Linked DNA regions of Pan troglodytes: regions 2 and 3 are each linked to region 1. A link is a contact called in public Hi-C data. All regions are on one chromosome and are shown on one strand. Each heading gives the region's core, a stretch centred on a gene start, on an enhancer-like site or on the middle of the called end of the contact. The rest is flanking DNA. Distances are from core to core; before and after follow the strand shown. Region 1 has its middle 210 kb from the start of C7H7orf25. Region 2 overlaps GLI3 (GLI family zinc finger 3). Region 3 has its middle 240 kb from the start of INHBA.

Region 1 (3,311 bases), core at 673-3,172:
ATAATAGCTTTTCCTACAAATGATGTGGCAACAACTATTTAATATATATCCATATTTTTAAAAAGGAATCTCAACCCTTATTCTCATACCATACATAAAATTTAACTCAGAATGGATCATAAACCTAAACATAAGAACTAATATATAAAACTGCTAAAAGAAAATACAGAAGAAAATAATCATGTAGAGAGCATCAAAGATTTCTTAGGACACAAACCATTAAATAATGACATATTGGATTTCATGAAAATTAAAAACTCTGCTTTTTGAAAATATTGTTAAGAAAATGAAAAGGCAAGCCACAATATATTTTTTAAAACTCAACAACTAAATTAGACAAACAACATAACAAAGAATGAGGAAAATATTTGAACAGACACTATACAAAAGAAAATAATCAAGTGACTAATAAGCACATGATGAAATGCTCAGTGTCAGTAGTCACCATGAGACACCACTTCACACTCCCTAGAATGAGTAAATAAAAAAGATCAACAATACCAAGCATTGGAGAAGATATGGAGCAATGAGAACTCTCCTACATTGTTGATCAGAACATAAAATGATACAACCAATTAAAAAACAGTTTTAAAGTTTCTTGCAAAGTTAAACACACACTTTCCATACAACTGGCAATCCCATGCCTAGCTATTTACTCAAGGGAAATCAAAACACTGGTCTATAGGAAGACTTGTACATGAATGCTCACAGCAGCTATAATCATATTAGTCAAAAACTGGGAGCAATCTAATGCCCATCAGCATGTAAATAGATGAATTATGACACATCCATACACGGGAATACTAGCTAGCAATGAAAAGAAATGAACAACATGGATGAACCTCAAAAACTTGCAGAATGACACAAGCTAGATACAAAAGGAGTACATACTATCTGATGCCATTTGTACGAAACTCTAGGAAGGCCCAAAGCAATCTATAGTGATAGAAAAGCCAGCCAGAGGGTGTGTGGAGAAGAGAGTTAGGGGGAACTGACTGGGAATGGGCACAAGAAAGTTTTGGGGGTGATTGAAGTGTTCTGTGTCTTGATTGTGATGATGGTTATATACGTATATAATTTTGTCAAAACTCATTGAAAAGTGCACATGAAAAAGCTCTGGTTTGTCTCTGGGTTTTACCTGTTTTTAGGGACAGGCTGTGGAATATGTACACGTTGTTCTGGCCTCCACGTCCCCCTGGGGAATGCTGGGGACTTCCTGCAGCCTGCCTGGGCTGAAGGAGAGCCTGTGGGCTCACACCTTAGAAGAGGGAAGCTGGCTTCACCGGCCAGCTGCAGGCTTTTAAGGAGGCAGGAGCTGGAGGGGAAGTTGTGTCCTGTGGAGACTGGATGGGGTCACTCCATTTTCAACCCTGGGCCTCACAATACTAGGAAGCTGCACCAAAGCTCTGCTGAGAGTCAGTTATATTAGGGTGATTTTGCCTTATTTTATTGTTCCCAATTCCTAGTTTTCAGTCTCGAAGTCACCCTGAGGTGGCCCACTTTCCTTCCTGCAGGCATGGTCTGCCTAGCTGCAGTCACAACGTCTGCAGAAAAGTCAGTTTTCATCAGAGACTGCTGGTCTCACCAGCAGAAGTAGAGGGAATCCCGGTCCTCACCCAGTCTCACTCCCAAACCTCTTGTGAGTGACCAGAAGGGCTGGGGCTTACCAGCTCCGTGCTTTTTGCATCAGGAAGGCACCAAACTCCAAGTCCAGAGTAGACTCTGCCTTACAATCCAGGAGATATACCCAGAGAGAGGTTGCCATACCCACGGGGGTACTATACATACCATCACACATCAGCTGGAATGGACACAAGGAACTTAGTGCGGTTTTCTTCTCTGTTTTTGCCTTCCCGGTGTCCTCTCCTTTACCATATGGTGTGATCACCCTCTAGGGGTCAAATGCCTCTTCGCATCCACACGAACATTCAGACTCACTTCAAGCCAAGGAAAATCTCTAATGCTGTAGATGTTTACCTCTTCAGCCCTCTCACAGAGGGCAAAGAGGAAGCCTGTGGGAGGGCCACAGAGCAACACAGTGGCTGCTGGAAATATTTTCCTGACTCAAAAGGAGGCAACTTAACGAGTGCAGGAGTAACCCAAGCGCTCGCCTACTTTCCCGGACCCACTCCTGCTGTCCAGAGTCACTTTCAAATACACCTGGGGAAATGGGCTTTGTCATAGTCTCACCCTGCTCTCTGCTTCTACATCTGATAACCTCCTTCCTATTGCTCTTACTCCTTCCTTCATTCCTCACAAAGTTCAATACAAGAGAATAGGATGTAAGGTTTTTGGGGTAGCTGAGAGGAACTATAGCACCAGACAGGAAATAATTCCAAGTTCACTTCTGGGCATTACTAAAGAAAGAACCCAGGGGCCATCTGACATCATAGTGGAGTTCTTTCCTGGCCTGCCCTTCCCATCTCCCAGGATTTTCTCCTCTTCAAGAGATACTCCTTCATACTGCAAATTGCCAAATTCTTATTATTCTCTTTTCCTATTTAAGGCCTACCCAAGTGGCCTTATTTTTGTAATTATCTTAAGGTATCTTCCTCACTAAAAGATGATTTTGCCTTCTTCCTAAGAAGAGAGGTTCAAAGTAGCACCAGGCTTTTGAAATTCTTTCTCCCCATTCTGCCTTTCATATATGTCTGTGTGTGCATATGTGCACATATGTGTGTAAGTACATATATGTGTGTGTTGTTTTATGTGTGTGTGTATGTACATGTATGAGCATGTGACTGTGTGTATTTTGTATACATTTATGTATATGTGTGTATGTGTGTGTTGTGTGCATATTTGCATGTGTGTGCATGTGTATGTTATAGTCACCCAAACATGGTTTACTTTATCCTTGCTTTTGGAGAGGAAGTAATTCTAGTCAAATGAGTCCAAATTACTATTTTTAAATTTTATTTAACCATTTTAGTAACAAACAATGTCTTGTTAGTGTGTACACAATTTTCACATTGGCATGGAACTTTGTCATTTGCTGATTATTGGACTTTTTCCCAAACACTTGTTTTGACTTACACAACTCCCCGAAGAAAATAGCTCCCCGTAGCAGTTTGCTTCCCTGAGGACCTAAAAATGGGCTCTGAATCTTTGACAGCAACTCACAATGTGGTTCTCAGAGATACAGAAGATCAGATGACTTCTTTAAGCTTTTTTCCCAAAGTGTGCACCACGAAGAGGTGGATCCAGTCCCCACTGACCGAGGCCACCCCACATGGAGCCCTCCTTGATGCTGAGTTAGAATGGTCTTCGCTTCACTCTCTTGTACGCAGGAAGCAGCTACAGTAGCGCCATGT
Region 2 (3,169 bases), core at 554-3,053, 560 kb before region 1:
CAACTGCTCATAAGGTTGTTTTGTGGGGATTTAGTGACTTCAAGAGCAAAGCCCGTGGCATAACATTGTGGTGCAGACAGAGAGCTTAATTTCTGCTGGCTATCATTTCAGCAAGGATCATTTCCCACCTGGGCCACTGCCAACAGCAGCCTGCTAAGTCACCTCCCTGATTCCACATTCCATGCCTTCACAAACGTCACTGCACACCAGCCAGAGTGACAGTCCTAAAATAAAAATCAAATCACAACACTTCTTCCACTGGCTTTTTGTTGGCCCACAAGGTCCTCAATCTCATCTCCCCCTACTGTCCCACCCCCTGGCCAATGACCACATTGGCATGCTCTCTGCTCCTGGTACTTTTTCACGGCAAACCTTTCAGTAGAATGCTCTCCCTCAGATCTCCCAGGGCAGCTTCTCTTTTTTTATTCAGTTATTCTGGCTGCAAAGACACCTCCTGAGCAAGGCTTTCCCTGCCCCACCCACCTGATCTAAGGCACAACATTCCTACCCAAGTCTCTCTCTAGCACATCACCTGGTTTATTACCCTCAGAGCACCACCAGCTATAGGTTGAGTATCCCTAATCTGAAAATCTGAAATGCTCCAAAATTCAAAACTCTGAGAGCTGAGATGATGCCACAGGTGAAAAATTCCACACCTGACCGACCTCATGTGATGGGTCATAGTCAAAATGCAGCTAAAATTGTTTCATGCATAAAATTGTTTTAAAATACTACATAAAATCGCCTTAAGACTGTGTGGAAAAGGTATATATAAAACATAAATGAATTGTGTGTGTAGACTTGGATTTCATCTCCAAGATATCTCATTCTATATATGCAAATATTCAGAATCTGAAATCTAAAACACTTCTAGTCCTAAGCATTTCAGATAAGGGGTACTCAACCTGTATCTTCTTGTTAAGGCTCTGCCTAGGTGTTTGTTGTATGTCTCTTCTGGCTGGTATGTCAGCTTTGAGAACAAGAACCTGATTTGTTTTGGCAAACGCTGACCCCTCAGGACCTAGAATAGTGTCTGACTCACAGCAGCCTCTCAAAACACTGCACAAAGTTTTTTAATGAAAATAAATATCATGCATCATGTACTTAATGGAGTGAGACTCGAGGCAGGTCACGTCAGCAGTGTTATCAGAAGGACTGAGTCCCCCAGAGGCACTCAGGTGTCTCCAATTGTTCACTATCTCCCACATCATCGATCTGTGGCAATGTGATAAACACATACTACATTTAAAACATCATTCATCGTAAAAGATAGAGGCTACATAAAAATGCATCTCACAGACCTATATATGAGAGGTAAACTGCACATTTGATCAAAAGGTCAACCCACTTGGTCAGGTTCACTGAGCCAAGCTGGGATCACAGACACCAAGTTGGAGTGGATCACAGATTCTCTAGCAGGGAGCGAGGTCACAGGAAAGCTACCATTGTATGTTAGTTTCCCTTCACCCCTGGGGGAGGAGGGAATAAATTTCTTACAAAGAGGAGACACAGGGGTAGGGGAAGGGAAAGGAAATGTGAAATCTTGCCCCATTTGAAAACAGGCTTATTCCACGAAAGCAAACCAGAAGAAGAGCTGGCATTTGCTTCTCAGCATCCCCCACGTGCACTTCTCTGCTCTTCTCTAAATTACCTAGGAAACAGGCACCTCCTTTTACTCCACTCACAAGACAGGAGCACAATCAGGATGCAGATCTGGGTCCCCCCAGTGGACGAGGTAAACACCCCGCTTCCTAGAGCAGGCTCCCTTTGAGCCTCACAATGTCCACTGATTAGGCCTGCGGCTCCCTAGGGAGCATGGCACAAGTCTCCTCCGGGGTCCCATCCTCTCCCCTGAGACTCTTTCAGTCCTGGCTGGATTGCAGGCTCATTCCACTAATGCCAGTCTTTGTTCTCATGCTCCCCCGGTGGTGTTAGCTACTAAATTTCCCAGATGAATTTCACTTGGTTATTTCTGGGCCCTATCTCCAACCTCAGCGTGGCCCTGCTGCACAATTTCTCTAGCTTGACTGATGTGACAGCATTTGGGAGTTTTCCAATAAAATAAAACTCAATGCTTTTTTTTTTCATTTTGAACACTGTAAGTGGAAATTAAAATGTGCCTTGATACAGAACACTGTTAATTCTTTAGGAACGAAGCCACAGTTATTTCCTATGTTTTTTATTTGTAGTTTGTGATCAAGATATTGTGGTGATTGGGGTTACCTATTACAGAACAGCTCAGCAGTTGAGAACAAGTAAAAATAAATTGTGTTGTCTTGAAGAAAAAATATGACCTGCTGGCTGGGCATGGTGGCTCACGCCCGTAATCCCAGCACTTTGGGAGGCCGAGACGGGCAGATCACTTGAGGTTAGGAGTTCAAGACTAGCCTGGACAACATGGTGAAACTCCATCTCTACTAAAAATACAAAATTAGCGGGGCATGGTGGCACATGCCTGTAATCCCAGCTACTCAGGAGGCTGGGGCAAGAGAATCGCTTGAACCCGGGAAGCGGAGGTTGCGGTGAGCCGAGATCACACCATTGCACTCCAGCCTGGGCAACAAGAGCGAAACTCCATCTCAAAAATATATATATATGACCTGCTACACAAAGGAATGCAGCAGCACATCCTTAAAGACCAATGAGACAGCAGCCCAGCCAGGGACGCCTGGGAGGGGAGCCCTGTGACCTGTGAAGGAGTCGCACGCTGTCAAATTGAAAGCAAGGGTGAATTCAATTCTGCAATGGAGAAATTCTGGGTAAGTGATTGGGAACCCAAAGGTCTGTTTAAATATACAAAGGGCCATGGAACAAGTCTTAGTAATCACCCCAGACTCTTGCAGGAGAGAAACAAACAGCTCCTCACAGAAGCCTGCTGGCCTGGACCTCTTGAGCCCTGTCTTTGCCACTTCCCTCCTGAAATTCACCCTCCAACCACAAAGATTCTTCTCAAGTCCTGCAGATGTCAGTTCTTCCCTTGGCCTCCAGGCCTTGAAAAATGCTCCTTTTTGCCTAGATTACTCTTTCCTCACCTCTTTCAAATGTCACCTCCTCCAGTAGGCCTTCTGGACTGCCAAGGCTGGGTAAGTCCCTCACCTGCTCTCAAAGGACTCTTCACTCTCTCTCCCCTGACAGCTCCCTTGTATTGACTTTTCAATGGCCTAAAGCT
Region 3 (3,256 bases), core at 749-3,248, 750 kb before region 1:
AGAGGTGCCTGACCCCTATCCCTGATGGCACTGAGTCCTGTCTGGGACACTCTATTACATTTCTTTTCTGTCTTTCTCCTTCCTTTCCCCTACAAGTAAATCTTTTCTGTTTTAAGAAATCAGTCAAGGCATCAGCAATGAACTCTGGGTATGAGATGCCCACTCATAGGAGCTCAAAATCCCCAAGCTCCTGGGTATTTTCACATGGACGGGATGCTCTCCTCACCCTCAGTGTGCCCCAGCCACGGCTCACCACCCTCGGCCCCTCCCCTTGTGGGTTCCCTTCTCAATGCCCTGCACCTGGGAGCCTCCCTCTCACCCAGACTTTGCCATGACCTTGTTCGGCTCACTCTCTTCTCCTTTCCCTGCTTCTGGCTATTCCCTGTCACCCACTGACTCCGTGGAAGAGGACTCCCTCCCAGCTGAGTGTGTGACCCCAGGGCCCACTCTGCTTTCCGCTGGAGGCAGCCAGTGAGTGGTAGACGCATGGGATCTGCCTTCACACAGTCCAGGCTCTGTCACTGACCAGGCAGATAGCATTGGACACCTGCCTGAACCTCTCTTCCCTTCCGCCCTTCAGATCCCTCATTTCCTCATTTTGGAGCCTCCTCTGGGGCACACGCTAAGACCTCTGGGCACATGGTCATCGCTATGACCAGCCCTGGCCCTCTCCTTTTGGGGGGCAATCAGTTACATGCTTCTTTTGGCACAGAGTTCATCTATATCCATGTTTGAAGTGATTGCCCGGACATGAATATAAGGGTCACTGCCTAACTCGCTGCAATAGTTAAAGGGAGTAACAAGAAGGGGGCCCTGCTGAGTGGTCTGGAGTGGGGTAAAATGAAAGGCAAACACACCGCCCTTGATGATTTGGACTCCTCTACAAGAGAGACTAATCTACTACATAGACTAGGACACATTCCACAGATGAGGAAACAGAGGCTCATAGAGAGTTCAACAACTGGCCGGGCGTGGTGGCTCACACCGATAATCCTAGCACTTTGGGAGCCTGAAGCAGGCGAATCACTTGAGGTCAGAAGTTTGAGACCAGCCTGGCCAACATGGTGAAACCCCATCTCTACTAAAACTACAAAAAAGTAGCTGGGCTTGGTGGGGGGCGCCTGTAATCCTAGCTACTCTGGAGGCTGAGGCAGGAGAATTGCTTGAGCCGGGGAGACGGAGGTTGCAGCGAGCCGAGATCGTGCCATTGCACACCAGCCTGGGGGACATAGTGAGACTCTGTCAAAATAAAAAATTCAAAAGTTCAACAACTTGTGCAGAGCCACTTGCTACCCGAGGACCCGTGACTCAAGCACATCGGTGTGGTTTAAAGTCCACCCTGTGGCTCCTCTCACGCTCCTCCTACCTCCGGGTCAAGGGGCGCTGATGTAAGGCATTCCGCTTGTGCCTTTCAAAATAAACAACTGCTTTCAAAAGACAAACGGAATTATACATAGACTAGGACAGTTGAAAAAATGCTGGATTCTGTCCCCGCAGGGAAGTGGCCGACCCGATGTGTGGAGGGGCTGGGAGCTGCCATGGCCCGCACAACCCGGCGCACCCCGCGGGCTTCACGCGTGGGCTTCACGCGTGGGACTCGCAGGCTCAGTCTGCAGGGGCGCTGCTGTCACCGCACCCGCCTCCCCAGCTCAGGCAGCCCAGGACTCCCTCTGGCTTATATGTAGTAAAAAACAAAGGCAGTGTCTGGTTCAGATCCAAGAAAGCCACAGCAGTGGCCACAGAGATGTTTCTCCAAGTCTCATATTGATGAATCCCAAGCATATTTGAACTGTTTGATACCCCCCATCTCCAAAGATGCTCTTTTTTAGCTAGTGTCCAATCCCTATATTACAGTTCCTAAACAAGAAACATTCCCCGTACTGAATCCACGTGGTTCTTTCCTCTTCAGCGCAGACAACGGAGGTGGAGATGGGCTCCGGTGCTCCCGCTGAACAGGGACGGTGCGCAGTCATTCCCCGCCTGCACCACGCGGTGGCAGCAGCAGCATGGGCTGAAGGGGCTGTTGGACGCGTTTGCAGCTCCGCCGGCTGAGAAGCCACTATTAAATGCCCTGCAAACTGGGCATTAATCCCCAGGCCCTCCACAAGTGTGGTGAGGGGAGTGTGGAGGGAGGGAAGGAGGGCAGTGGACAGTCAAGTCTTGGAGATTGTGCCTGATGGCTGAGTGTTCTGGAATAGGCCTGTTCTTTCTCTCATTGACAGGGGGAGCTAGAGCTGGCAGGAGAGGGCCAGGAATTTTTCTCTTGCTGACACTTTGCAACAGGTCTGGCCTTTGGACCCAGAACCCCATAAGACCAGGCCTGTTCTTTTGCCTATGAGACTTCCTCGTTCACAGAAGCTATGACTTCTAGACCAGGCATCGTTGACTTCTGGCCTCCTCCCTCTTCTTCTAAAATTTTCTCCAAAAAGCACACCCACTGGCCCCCCTGGTGTGTCCCCTCCAGCTCTGGTCCTCCAGGGCAAAGCCCAGACTCCTTCATGGGGTGTTTGGGGCCTATGCACCTTCACCCCGAGTTTTCATTCCTGCCAGTGCCTTATGTACATCCCGTCAACCTCCTTCCTGACCCTCATCTACAGAGGTCCACTCTCCCACCTCATACTGTCTCTTGTACCTTCCTCTCCACCTCTTCCTCTTCTGAAAGGGCCCCTCCCTAGTCAGTGTTTAACTCATGTTCTTGGAACCCTTCCCTGATGTCTGAACTGTTAATTATAACCTGTGCCACCTCCCTGGTGCCTGCAAACACTGCAAGACTTAACTCATCTCCTGCTCACAATGATTCAGTCATCTGGACAGATGAGGACACTGAGGCACAGATACATAAACTTGCCTGAGGTCCCAGAGCTAAGGAAGAGGCAATCTTAAATTGTCATCTCTGAGTAAACTCACATATTCTCTGCCTTGGAACTCAGAGACTGGGATTTTGCCACTATGTTTCTCTGTGACTGATTATGACCCAAACAATGTCATAACATCTTTTTTTTTGAAACATAGTCTCACTCCGTCACTCAGGCTGGAGTTCAGTGGCACAATCTCAGCTCACTGCAACCTCTGCCTCCCGGGTCCAAGCGATTCTCCTGCCTCAGCCTCCTGAGTAGTTGAGATTACAGGTGCACCACCACGCCCGGCTAATTTTTATATTTTTAGTAGAGACGCAGTTTCACCATGTTGGCTAGGCTGGTCTCGTACTCCTAACCTCATGTGATCTGCCTATCTCAGCCTCTCAAAGTGCTCGGAT

Evidence for each region. A called contact is a pair of places that touch in the nucleus more often than the background predicts.
Region 2: a Hi-C map of induced pluripotent stem cells shows a contact between it and region 1, with 2.0 times the contacts expected there. The contact joins two enhancer-like sites. A contact is called at or near these places in 2 of 7 Hi-C or Micro-C datasets (induced pluripotent stem cells and stem cell-derived neural progenitor cells).
Region 3: a Hi-C map of induced pluripotent stem cells shows a contact between it and region 1, with 4 times the contacts expected there. The contact joins two enhancer-like sites. A contact is called at or near these places in 3 of 7 Hi-C or Micro-C datasets (induced pluripotent stem cells and stem cell-derived neural progenitor cells) and 1 of 1 other capture datasets (stem cell-derived neural stem cells).

The regions. Positions count from the first base shown.
Region 1 is chr6:46,692,227-46,695,537 of NHGRI_mPanTro3-v2.0_pri, reverse strand. No RefSeq gene overlaps it. Among named protein-coding and RNA genes, the nearest start is that of C7H7orf25, 210 kb to the right of the region's middle. Within about 2 kb of position 1,922, at least 2 of the 24 cell types and tissues checked have an H3K27ac peak or open chromatin away from gene starts, as enhancers often do. A contact at or near this core is called in induced pluripotent stem cells and stem cell-derived neural stem cells, where this site is marked.
Region 2 is chr6:47,248,780-47,251,948 of NHGRI_mPanTro3-v2.0_pri, reverse strand. The region is part of intron 2 of GLI3 (GLI family zinc finger 3); the gene reads right to left. Among named protein-coding and RNA genes, the nearest start is that of GLI3, 85 kb to the right of the region's middle. Within about 2 kb of position 1,803, at least 3 of the 24 cell types and tissues checked have an H3K27ac peak or open chromatin away from gene starts, as enhancers often do. A contact at or near this core is called in induced pluripotent stem cells, where this site is marked.
Region 3 is chr6:47,443,498-47,446,753 of NHGRI_mPanTro3-v2.0_pri, reverse strand. No RefSeq gene overlaps it. Among named protein-coding and RNA genes, the nearest start is that of INHBA, 240 kb to the left of the region's middle. Within about 2 kb of position 1,998, at least 7 of the 24 cell types and tissues checked have an H3K27ac peak or open chromatin away from gene starts, as enhancers often do. A contact at or near this core is called in induced pluripotent stem cells and stem cell-derived neural stem cells, where this site is marked.